3 separate regions of the Mus musculus genome follow, and all the other regions are linked to region 1. Evidence: chromatin contacts called from public HiCAR-type data. All regions are on one chromosome and are shown on one strand. Each heading gives the region's core, a stretch centred on a gene start, on an enhancer-like site or on the middle of the called end of the contact. The rest is flanking DNA. Distances are from core to core; before and after follow the strand shown. Region 1 has its middle 220 kb from the start of Sox5os3. Region 2 has its middle 41 kb from the start of Gm38531. Region 3 has its middle 62 kb from the start of Gm38531.

Region 1 (4,215 bases), core at 1,218-3,717:
TTAATAAACTATATGATCCATTACCAAATTAAACTACCATTGTGCGGTTTTAGTCAATTCTCTCCCTGAACTGTTCTGTATGCTCAATAATAATATATACACATCTACATTATATATACATGCCATATATACATGTGTATGTATATACATATATGTGTGAAATGCATCCCTTCATGCACAGGCACCCCAGAGAGACGAGACGTGCATGGTGTGAATGGTGGACGTGGGGAACGGAATGGGTCCAGCTGCCTCTGCTGACAAAAAGCGAGGCATATGGCTCCCTTCCTCCCTGGTGTGCCTGGGTCTCAGAGAGAGAGCTTGGTTTCCGTGTGATGAGCCTCTACTTGCATGCTCCACCGGGAAGAGATTTTGTATGCCACAGAAAACTAAGATGTTTGCATTCCCACCAGTCCCGGGATAAGGCATTTTTCTTCATGCAGACACAAAACATACAGTATATGAATGTTTAATGGAGGCTAAAACTGGGAGAGGAACAGAAAACAAGAACAGAGCAGGTTAAAAAAATATCTGGTTTCTCTCTATCAAAATACTAATTAAAATTCATGTTCATGGGATGGTTATACATATGTTTTTGAACTAAAAGTCTAACCTGGCACTATTTTTTGGCCTTATTTTTGTGACAACATTTTTGTCCATATGGCACGAAGTGAATCATTTTACATCTTTTTTTAAGCTCTATGTGTTTTTCTTGTTGTCTATTCCCTCTTTCCCCACCACACACACACTGGCAGCCGCTCCCAAGTTACCAAATGCCAAGTCAACCCGCAAGCTGGCTGCATGGAGCTAGATACTGCTGGCATGTTCCTAGCTTTGCAGAGACACTCTGTGTATGTGTGTCTCTCTCTGTCTGACTGTCTGTCTATAGCTCTCTCTTTCTCTCTCTCTCTCTCTCCCTCTCTCATTCTTTCACCCCCCTCCACACCTCCACACACACACACATACACATGACAACCATGCTTATTTACACAAACACACAACATCAACCATAGTTATTTCTCCTTCCATTTGGGGACACTCTTCCCATGTCCTAGCCTTCTGTCTAGCTGCAGTGTGTGCCTTAATGCATGCTGACCATATCAGCCTTCACTCTGGCCTTTCCTTACTTGGTGGCACTCTGACAATTAGTGGTTCACTTATGAACTGCTCTGAAGTGCTGTAATTAGCTTAGCCACAGCACAGCAGAGATCCAGTCTGTCCAGTGTCCTCCCCACCTCCACCCACATTGTAGAGTTTCCAGGTTCTCAGTGTTGCATCTGGACAGTGTTGCTGATGTGAGGTGAAGCCAGGAGGCCTGACCCTCTGGGCCTTGCCTGGCTCACGTTGTGTACATGTGCTGTCTCCACTGGGCATCAGGCTCTGCTCAGTTTGTGTGGAGGGGCAGCAACTCCACCTAACAAATGTAACTTTAACAACAGTAAAACAACCTAATAGCTTAGCATGCCAGGGGGCTAATGTGGCGGGCCATTTACTGCTGCACTAAATAGCCCTGCTTTGGTTCTCCATGCCAAGTGTCGAACTGAGAATTGCAAGGCGGGAGTGGCTCCTAATTCTTTAGATAAAGGGGGTCATTGCTCATAGGGCTGGGGGCCTAGAAGGATAGGAAGTTGAGCGAGACATTCTCTCGAGACACCTTTGTCAGTGGGGCTACCTGTGGTCCAGGCTAGCACACTCAACAAAACACAAGGGCTCAATTCTGGGCACGCAGACACCAAGCTGTGACTTGTGGCATTGTTCTGCTGAGTTCCCTGGAAAGAGCCTAGGAGGGGGGCAGAATCCCATGGCTGACCTGTGATTTGTTATTTGTGAATCATCCTGACACCCTCGGAACAAGGTCTGACATCTCCTGGGCTGTAAAATGAGTTACCCCTGAAATACCCATGTCGGCTATTCTGTCTCATAAGCCCCGAACAAGTTACCGTGGACAGTCACGACCTGGCTAATAGGCTGGGCAGAAAGAGACGGTGAGCCATAAAAAGATGGAAAAAAACCTTGTTAACAGTGTTACATTTTCTAATATCATCATCTTTTTATTTAGATTTCTGACAGTTATAAATTGCCTCTGAATGGTCCTTACACCGCTCTAGAGCAAAAATCATCGACATACCTGTTCCATGGTAACAGAAGAGAGCAATGAGCTAAATCTTCGAATAAGACCTCCGAAATGGGACATCTTTATTTCCCGAGCATTAGCCCTAAAACAACTGACTTCACTAATTCCCTCCATCACTCAGATTGGCCTTGAATTACTTCCCAATGGGCCTCCCATGCGCCTCTCAATGAGAAGGGTAATGGGGGATCTGTTAATTAACTAGAAGCAAAGTTGCACGGTGGGGATCAAACACTGGGTACGTCCTAAAACTCCCACAGAGAAGATGAAATGCAGTGCAAACTTTAAAGACTTCCCGTCATTAGCAGAGACCTTGCTGCTCCTGGCCCAGACCCCTCCTGTTCCAGAGAACAATGAGGACAATGGAGACAGAGAAGAAATGGTACAGCCAGGAACAAAGGAGCTGGCTATTTACTGGCAAAAAAGAAAGAAAGAGAAAGGAAGGGGGAGGGGAGAGAAACGGAGAACTTTCTTTTGTTGGTGGTTCCTGTCTACTTTAATTAATTTATGACTGCCGGGGAATTGAGAGCACCTCCTGCTCATGTGCCCCAAGCAGGGGTTAATATAGAAAACATCTAGGGTTTACTCCCAGGGAAGGGTAACAGGACACAGACAGGGATGCGGAGGAAGGGCAGAGAATGGGATGGAGAGAATAGAATAGAGACAAATAATAGGCAAGATATTTCACTTTGAGCAGCAGAGTTCAAACAGAAACAAAGCCACCAGGTCCCAGGGTTTCCTGGGCCCTTTAGATCAGGTCTCCATCAAGCCCCATGTCCCAACACGGAGCTCCCATCTTGACACCGACAGAGGCCTCCTGGTGAGGTCCATAGAAACATAAAGAATCATATTCAGAGTAAAAGGGCTGGGCATGTATCTCAGTGGGTACAATGCTCATCTAATAAACACAAGGCCCCACATTCCATGCCAGCACAGCAGAAACCAGCCACGGTGGACCACATCTGTAACCACTCAGGACATGGAGGAAGGAAAAGAAGTTCACTGGCATCTCACCTACATGATGAATGTGGGGTCAGTCGTACCACAGAAAAGCCTGACTCAAAATTAATTAATTAATAATACACAATAATAAGAAATAGCAAAACCACCTAGCCATAATACCGACTTCTGTTTGTCTCTCCCATTTTCTTGACAAGAGAATTCATAAAATGCTATATATAGTAGGACTCAGGAGACTGGCTCAATGGGTAATATACTTACCATGTAATTGTGAGAAAGAGAGTTTGGATCCCCAGAACTCATATAAAAAGCTGTGTGGCCATGCCAGCCTTCATAGAATACCAATGCACTGGAGGAAGAGTCAGGGAGCTAGCTGGTGAGCCCGCTTGCCAAAACAGAGAACTCTAGGCTCAGGGAGAGAGCCTACCTCAAAGTTTAAGATAGAGAGCAATGAAAACACCCAGAGTCAACCTCAGCCTCAACTTGAATACACACGCATGTGCTTATGCGCCTGGGCACAAGTAAAACACATGCATAGCACACACATGTGAAAAATTGTGCTTAAAACTGTCATGGTTGCTAGGGAAATATTCTAACTCATTCCTGACCCTCTGTGGTATTTCAAGCAGCTGTGGCTCCATCTATCTAGAAGATATGTCCTGACTAGCCTGAGGCGGACAAATCAAGAAACCAACACAGTACACAGCCAGGAAACGTACTCTTCAGATTACAGGTAAGGCGCTTGCTTGGAGACAGGTCCATAGGATAAAAGAGGCTCTGCCTTCGTGGGCTCACGGCTTTGTTTTCACCAGTCAAATGCCAGTTGAAAAAAAAATCAACATTGGACTTACTTTATTTTGTTTTACTCTTTGGTGTGTGTGTGTGTGTGTGTGTGTGTGTGTGTGTGTGTGTGTGTGATGTAGGATCCTCCTGACTCTACAGTTACTGTCCATGGCTTTCACATGGGTGTTGGGCATCTATCCTCAGGTCCACATGCTGACAAAGTAGTCACCTCACCGTACCATCTCTCTAGCTCTCTAGCCCTTTCCCTGTGTTTATTTTAAGGGAGATACTCGCTGTGCTGTGTAGGGTAGAGTTTGTGTTTTGATGCCAGCAGACATTATTTC
Region 2 (4,215 bases), core at 545-3,044, 200 kb before region 1:
AATCCATAAAATATAATGAATAATATAAGAAACTAGAATTCCATAATTCTGGTATTCTTATAGACTGCTGAGACCACTTATAAGTCCTATTTTGATGCCCAAATAGAACAGGGAATCAAGAATGTCAATGCTCTAAGTAGCCCAACAAGAAACAAGGAATCAGGCTAGACCAGTTTTTTGTTTTGTTTTGTTTTTTGTTTTTATTTTTGGGTTTTTGTTTGTTTGTTTGTTTGTTTGCGGTTTTTTTGTTTTTTGTTTTTTTGTTTTTTCAGACAGGGTTTCTCTATGTAGCCCTGACTGTCCTGGAACTCACTCTGTAGACCAGGCTGGCCTCAAACTCAGAAATCCACCTGCCTCTGCCTCCCAAGTGCTGAGATTAAAGGTGTGCGCCACCACTGCCCGGCTAGACCAATTTTTAAAATGCTTGCCTATCGTGTATGAAACCCTGGGTGTGAACTCCATACCAGCGTAAAACTGGGTATGTGTGGCGGTCCTCACCTGCAACCCCAGTTCTTAGAGGTAGGAGTCAGGAAGATAAAGAATCCAAGGTCCTCCTTGACTATATAGAAGCCTGGGCTACATGAGATCCCATAATCTGATTTTTCTTTCGTTTTCAAATGAAACAGGAGAAATGGACAGCACCTTTGGAGATAACAAAGTCTGCGCCTTTGGAAGTTTAGGAACACGGTTTAGAAGGAGAACTGGGATGATATCCCCAGTCATGAGACAAGGATTCTGCAGGATGGGGTAAGAGGAACCAGAACACTGGCTTAATCTGAGCCTCTATGGATCAGGAAGTCTCAGGAGGGTCTGCATCCGTCTCTAGGAGCCACCTTTAATCTTGAGTCATCCTGCATAGGGACACCTACTCATGAGCATGAGTGTGATGGCTGGGAAGCGATGGCAGCACCAGGTCCACAGCACTGTCCTTATGCAGGGTTGGAATATGCCAATTCCCCAGAAAAAGTCCTGACTTCTCAGCCTCTTCTGGACTCTTTCTTCTCCAGAGCCCTCCACAGTCCTTTCTCTGATGCCTCCATAAAAGGAAGAGGGCAGCAGGCAGTCCCACTGCAGGGGGACAAAGCAGGGGGGAAGGCTATCTCCACAGGACTTGACATTCCAGTGCACGTCAAAAGCATCTGGAATTGAGTCGTCAGGAGCCCCAACCCTAAGCAAGGCCAGTAGCCTGTCTGCCTTATTCATTAGAGAGTCACTAGGTTTGACCACACCGAAGAAGAAAGAAAGTAGGAAAGTCTACAATAACTCGCCTGGGCACAAATTAGACTCACAAATAGACTCCTAGAACTATCAATTATTTTACTCGTTATAAAATTTTAAATAACTTAAGATTCACGTTCACCATGTTTTTTGTTTTTAAACAGGAACTCCCGGTGTTGAGAACCACAGACTATTGTTTCCCTTAAGTACTTTGGGGGAGGGGATCTGGAGGTAAAACTGCTGGCTTTGTATGGTGGGGTCGTGACCTTCGGAGTTTATCTCTTTCATCTTCTCACTCTCCTGAGACCTCTAACTTACAGAGAAATCAAGCCCCTAAGCCTGGGCCAGACACAACTCAGCATTGTGGGAAGCTAGGTCTCTCCTTTCCTAGGCCTCTCCTCATTCTCTCTCTCTCTCTCTCTCTCTCTCTCTCTCTCTCTCTCTCTCTCTCTCTCTCCCCCTCTAAACAAAACAGATCTGAACTGAGCCAAGGAAACAAAAATGTATTGTTCCTCACAGATGGAAGCGAGTGTCGCCTAGGTAACCGGATTAATCTCTTTTTCTCTCCCCTTCCTCTCTTGTAGCGCGGTAATCGGTGGGCTCTTTTCACAGAAAAGCCGGCCTCAAAGCTGGGGCTCTAACTAGGTTCCTAATTAGCTGCAATTTACAATGAAGACAACATGATGAGATAATAGAAATTTGCAAAATAATGACATACCTCAGCAAAATATTCCTCCTCCTAAGAACCATTTTTATACAAAAACAATGAAGAGGGCCCTTCTGAAGCAAAGCTGGAAAATGGTGGTGTATTATACGACACAGAACATTATTGTTCGCCTCTTGTTCCCCCAATCAACAGCTTATTGTTTGGCATCTTAAATAAAAATGACTCAAATACAGGCCACATAATGATCTCCATTGCGCTAATACACTGTATATACCGAGTCGTCAGAAATGCTGTGGAGCCAATGCCAGCGGGACCGTAAAGTAGCAGGCTTGGGAAGGTCATTTACAATACAATGCAATACACATTATTACTGCTCTTAATCACACATATCTTCCCGATTCCTGTCAGGAGAAAACTCTGACATTTAGAGAGAGAGAGAGAGAGAGAGAGAGAGAGAGAGAGAGAGAGAGAGAGAGAGAGAGAGAGAGAGATGCACCCCAAAAGGGAGAACCTCTGGTAATGAAGTATGATAGATCACGTTTGTTTTCTTGTGGTGTTTAGCTCAAAGGAAGCAGCCTCTAGACTGTTAGCCAACAGCATTCTCTCCTGTGACATCAAAGATTCCCATTCAATGGAAGCAGAAAAGAAATCACAGTGACACAGCTCAGGGGGAGGAGCTCCTAGGAAATGACAGCCCGTTAGTGGTAATCTCTACCTTATGTCCAAAAGAGCAGAGCTGGAGGGAGAAAGGCCAAGGCCGCACCATCATCAATGTCTCCATGAGGGTCCTCGCACGGCAGCTGAGCCAGGCACAGTGGCCTGGCGGACATGCAGTGGGAAATATGTAAGACTGTTCTCTCCAGGAGCAATTTGTCACTAGTGACAGGAGGGGCAGCCCCCCAGTGGATGGTGTGAATCGAAACCACTGTGTCTTCTGCAACATGGAATCCAAATAATTAAAGAGAATCCCAAGCCATGTTGCGGCTCATTCATAAATGGCAACAGATTGTCTAATCAGTGTGGGGAGAGATACAACCAAACATGATAAAGTAAGTCTACATTTGCTTATGGACTCGGGAGTCTGAAGTGTACAGCTGCATACACTTGAGAACCAATGGCCCCAGACTTCCCCATAAATAACTACTGACTACAAACCAATTGGCCAGGGACAGAAAACACATTAATCCCTTGGTCATTTGGCCGTTAGCAACAAGACAACTCAATCCTCTCACAGAATAATCAGAAGGTAACAAGTGGCACAGATTAGAGGAGGTGCCAAATGGGCTCTAATGACTTTGGAGGAAAATTTGTTGTATTTGGTAGTAACATTTGCAGAAATGAAAAGGAAGGAGGGAAAAGGCAGGTGGGCCATCTGGGTGCATCACTACCCCCAAAGAGTTTGGCGTGTGCCTTTTGGAAACGTGGGGTTGTGTAGAGCTATCAACCTTTCCCAAAGATTGGAAAAGAGCAAATGAATCCAAGCCAGAAGAGAAAGACAGCAAAGCCATGTGACCTGCCTCAAAAAGCCAAGGGTATTTGCTCATAAATAATTGGGTTTCTGCTTCAAGATTTTCCACAGATTTGACATTTACAGTAAAATGGGAATCTCCTCACCAAACACGGGTTACTTTTGAGTTTTGTGTAATCCTTACAAGAAATGTTCTCATCCTATAACTCACTAGATGACTCAATAAAATCATCTTGATGGAAATAACAAAATGTGTTGAAGGGCGAGATGAGTGGGCACCGTGTTGGGAAGAGCGTTTGACTTTGAGATGTGATCTGGCCTCCCCTAGCTTCTGTTTCCATTTCCTTCCCTTGTCAATAATTCAGTTTACCTTTTTGTTTGACTGAGGAGTTACTCAGAGCAAGGTATCAGGAATATCGACTATTCTTTAGCCTTTTTCACTTTTTGCCAGAACCCTCACCCTGAACCAACTGCATAGCCTGTCTCTTCTGCTAATCCACCCTGGGCAGCTGAGCACAGCTGGGAGCCTCTGCCCCACCCATACCCCAGCTGCCAGCACCACCCAAGAGCCCCTGTGGTCCTTTCTCCCTCTGCTCAGTCTCTCATGGCAGCACCATATAATCACTGCTTTCTTTTGCCAGCATCCCTATCGCTTTCAGATGCCCTCCCTCCCTCCTCCTGCATCTGCTCACATCTTAAGCAGTCTTCCTTGCAACATAACATCCCTGCGGGGCCAGAGGACATGCCTCTATCTCTGCCTGGAGCTAACTCTCCAATAATGGGTAGGATCACCTCTGCTCTGATGAACTCAGGACTCACCTCATCATTTCCCTCCCACAGATCTCCTGCTCATTAGCCTGCA
Region 3 (4,215 bases), core at 1,084-3,583, 180 kb before region 1:
ATAAAGGGGCAAGCATCCACCCACAGAGTAAATCTCCATGTGCCAGGGCAACATGTTTTTCTTGGTGTGACGCTGGCGCAATTATCTTGACATCCTCAAATCTATGAAACTTTTATACGATTGATGTTGTAAGGCTTCCCCTCATGTGTATATCCATCTCCCAGCCTTTGAAATTGCCCACATTCCTTTTAACATCACCACTGAGATGAGGATACAGAATCTGGGAGGTTCTCTAAAGATACCACCACTGAACCATGCCATCCGTGAAGTAAGAAACATCCAAGGGTGCACACTGGAGGACTTGCCTCTGTAGGAAATTCATCTACCGAGCTAGAACAGAGCAGAACATTTCCAAACAGTGCCAACCTGCAGCCTAAGATATAAATGGACTATATGAATGAATTTTTAAAAGGATATTTATTTTTACTTTATGTGTATGGGTGTTTTTTTACCTGCTTGTATGCCTATGCAGCACATGCATGCAGTACCTGTGGAGGCCAGAAGAGGGTGTCAGATCCCCTTGGAACTGGAGTTATACCTGGTTGTGAGCTGCCCTGTGGGTGCTGGGAGAGGAACACAGGTGGTTTGGAAGAGCAGCCAGTGCCCTTGATGGCTTAGCCATCTCTCCAGACCCCTGGCGTGGTTATTTTAATGACCCTAATTGGTTACACAATACAGAGTGGTTAGTTCTGAAAACATATACACAAAAATCTGGGGTGGGGGGTGGGGGTGGGGAGACTGTAAATATGTAACAATGTAACATATAATATTTAAAATGTAACAATGATATTTAAAAAAACAAAAGGCTACCAATTTGAGAGTGGAAGGAAGAAAGCTAGGGGTTAAAGGGAGGGGAGCTGAGAGGGCTTGAAGGGGGAAAGGTAATGGGGTAAGTTATATAAATCTCTTAAAAGTGAATAATAAAAACACTAGATCCTGCCACTGTCCCTATGCAGGCCACTATCCAGGTTCGATCCTGCCGATATTGTCTCTCTGCAATATAGGGCATAAGTGCTTTGCCATGTATTTGAAACCTACAAATGAGGCACATGTGTGAGACATAATCACAGGTAGGTTTCGAATCAGAGGCCAGGAACCAGCAAACAGAAAATCAAGGAGCTTGCGAGCAAGTCTTCCTACAAATCTGATACAAATTCAAGTTGGAAATGCTCACGGTGTTGTTTAATAGCCTTGAGTTTTGTCTTTCAGAACAAAATCCGCACTAAAGCTAAAAGACCACAAAAATTCAACTTACAAACTCTGCCATTAGACCACATGGTTTAAACAAAGCAATCATGGGGATTTTATCTTGTTGTTGGTTACCCAAATTATATGAATATTTTATGCTAACTGAAAAAAGGAAATAGCTCAGTGTTTCATTTACTACATTAAATTTTATTCAAGTGTCATGTAGCGTCATAAGGTGTGTGTCTGCACTCCTCTAAGCCCAGTGTGATGGTCCACGCTGGGCATCTCAGCCCTCAGAAGGACAGACAGAAGACTGTGAGTTGCCATGTAACGTGGGCTCCATGACAAGACCCTGTTCTAAAAAACAAAACAAACAAAAATCATCCTGCATTTAATCTGCCTGAAGTCATTTTTTTTCTGAAATGTGAAAACTTTATACGGAATCCGGGAATTAACTAAAATAGAAAACACTAAGTTTAAGACTATTTCCCCTTACCAAGCATCAGAATACACTAATATTTCCTAATTAGAAAATGTGAACATAGAAAAAAATTGACATAGTTATAAAGGGACAAACTAACAAATTCCAGGTAATACGTACTTTAATAGGGTAGTTCATGATGGTTTTAACTATTTGTAGGTGGATTTTAGAATCAAGTATTGAGGATATACTAGCACCAAGGTTCTTCGCAAATGTTCAAACAAACTGTTTCTCCCTTCCAGGCAGGTACCTGGCATTAAGAACCAGAGCAGGTAGGATGGTCCAGGAGGGTGTGAGTGGATGCTTTCTCTGGTGTCCACCCTCTACCGGTGTGTGAGTCACACGGAACTCACTGGACACCTGATATGTCAGTCCTTAGAGCTTACAGATTTACCCTCTCTGCCTTTAAACCCTGGTTAGATACTGAAATTATAACTTTATATAATTGCTAAATGGTGACAGCACAGACAAGAGAAGAGAGGGAACCTAGGGAGACACTGATCATTGGTGTGGGAAATGGAGGTATCGGCGCAAGTCCCTGAGTGTGAGGTTCTTGTGTAAGAAAGGTGAAAGGGTGGCTGGGGTGGCTGGACTTGCTCAAGAAGCAGGGAGAAGCCTGCGGGAAAGACTAAGACAGGTCTGCGGGTGCAAACGTACCAGTCTCTACAGAACTGTCAGAAACTCTAAACACTGCCACCCCTAACTTTCAGAATCTCCACATGACAAAGGATAGAGAGCTAGGGTGGAGTTTCTTTCATTTACTGTACAGGCTAATGATGCTTTTTAAGCACTAAATGTCCGCTGACCCTGGCTTCTCATGTAGAGGCTCAGAGGGCCAGCAGAAAGGTTTTGTTGTTGTGGTTGTTTTTGTTTTTTTGTTTCCCCTCCCCCCACACACATTGTTCTTTGTCGACTCCCTCAGCCCTGAGGCAGGCTGATCCAGACTTTGACCTTGCTGCCACTAAGAAGGAGATTACCTAGGCTGGAGCCTTCTGACCTAGATGGCTCTTTTGTTCTGTCACCTGCCACTGCTCTCTCCAAGACACTGCTACCTGCTGAGAGGCCCCTGAGATATTCCGGAGGAACATCCTACCCTGCGCAGCACCTACAGGCTGGCTCCAGACACCAAGAATGGACTGGTGGGGGATGGGTCTCCCCCTTATAAGCACACTCTCTTAGTAAACTGGCAGGCCTTGAACAGAACTGTGTCTTGGCGCCCTCTAAGTCTCTTTCAGCCCCAGCCTGCCTCCCAGGTGTACCGGGTTCAAGTAGGCCACAGGCCGGCATACAACAGTTCACGCAGAAGTTCACAACTTTAACAATGTTTCGAAATGACTAATCATGTCTCCTTTAACCTTTGATCATTTTAAAATTATATACATGTATAACATTTACACAAAGTACATTTTTAAATATGAGAACATATACCACAGATAATTTAGTATAGAAGTGGATTGCACAATATTTCTATAATGTAAAGGACTAAATGCTTACATGAGATGCAAATGCACAAAATAAGAATTTTAGGACGCTATGGTGTTCATGGTTTAATGTATGCACATGGACATTAACATGCAATAAATAGTGACTTCCATGTGATTATATCTATAGCTTAGTAATAAAACAGTTAAATTGATAAATCATGCAATGTTTATCCTCTTGCACAATTTGTCTTCAATAGTACCCACTATGTATATGGTAGGGTTAGAGGGCATCATAATATAACAAGCATAATAATCATAATAAAACATGCCAGTCTAAGGAGTTGTGGAATATTTCAAGCTGCTGATGTTATTGAAATATTTTCAAGTTCCTATAGATAATTTAATATTAATTTTCTTCATATCCATAAAAACTGACTTGGTCATTTATAAAGGTTAAAGTTCTGGGCTGTTTTCCTCGGGAGCAGCCGCCGAGAATCCTACAGGTTAGCTGGATTTGCATGCACACTACTTCTCTTCAACTGTTCTCACAGTGTTTAATTTCATCGGCTGTTTCCCCCACAGTCAGGATATAAAGAACAGCAAATAGTCTGCCCATGGCATATACTTCTTATTAGCATCTTTGATCAAAAGAAAGTCTCTGTAAGAAGCCATGGGGGCCAGCCACTACTCACTCATTGGTGAGTTCCTTTTCTATACACAAACCTGGCTCAGAAGCACTACTCTAAGTGTTAGGACAGAGCTCGCTGGCTAATAACCCTTCCTTCCTCTCCAGAGGACACAGGTTCAGTTCCCGGTACCCATACCTGGCAACTTGCAACCATCTCTAATTCCAGATCAAGAGAATTGGCTGCTCTCTTCTAGCAATCAGGTGTATATCTGCCTGCCATCGCCAACTGATACACATCACTACAAATAATTTAAAACAAGAATAAATCGTGAAGATAAAAAACTGATGGTCTTCTTGGTATTTATGAAAGTTGAATTCTTTTTGTGAGTGCCAGGGGAGGCTGTGGGTACAGGTAGGTCAGGCCTAGACTTGTAGAGGTGACCAATCTTGTTCCCACCAGGGTACGGATGGTCCTCAGGGTTCACATTGTACTG

Evidence for each region. HiCAR-type assays count read pairs that join an accessible place to other places.
Region 2: a contact with region 1 is called in a HiCAR-type map of embryonic stem cells, with 2.9 times the contacts expected there. The contact joins two enhancer-like sites. A contact is called at or near these places in 1 of 484 Hi-C or Micro-C datasets (nephron progenitors), 4 of 115 datasets of contacts at active chromatin or transcription factors (all in embryonic stem cells) and 1 of 9 other capture datasets (embryonic stem cells).
Region 3: a contact with region 1 is called in a HiCAR-type map of embryonic stem cells, with 2.9 times the contacts expected there. The contact joins two enhancer-like sites. A contact is called at or near these places in 1 of 484 Hi-C or Micro-C datasets (nephron progenitors), 6 of 115 datasets of contacts at active chromatin or transcription factors (all in embryonic stem cells) and 1 of 9 other capture datasets (embryonic stem cells).

Annotation. Positions count from the first base shown.
Region 1 is chr6:144,452,069-144,456,283 of GRCm38.p6, forward strand. It overlaps a transcript of Sox5 not described here. Among named protein-coding and RNA genes, the nearest start is that of Sox5os3, 220 kb to the right of the region's middle. Within about 2 kb of position 2,468, at least 28 of the 459 cell types and tissues checked have an H3K27ac peak or open chromatin away from gene starts, as enhancers often do. A contact at or near this core is called in embryonic stem cells, where this site is marked.
Region 2 is chr6:144,249,862-144,254,076 of GRCm38.p6, forward strand. It overlaps a transcript of Sox5 not described here. Among named protein-coding and RNA genes, the nearest start is that of Gm38531, 41 kb to the left of the region's middle. Within about 2 kb of position 1,795, at least 56 of the 459 cell types and tissues checked have an H3K27ac peak or open chromatin away from gene starts, as enhancers often do. A contact at or near this core is called in embryonic stem cells, where this site is marked.
Region 3 is chr6:144,271,003-144,275,217 of GRCm38.p6, forward strand. It overlaps a transcript of Sox5 not described here. Among named protein-coding and RNA genes, the nearest start is that of Gm38531, 62 kb to the left of the region's middle. Within about 2 kb of position 2,334, at least 20 of the 459 cell types and tissues checked have an H3K27ac peak or open chromatin away from gene starts, as enhancers often do. A contact at or near this core is called in embryonic stem cells, where this site is marked.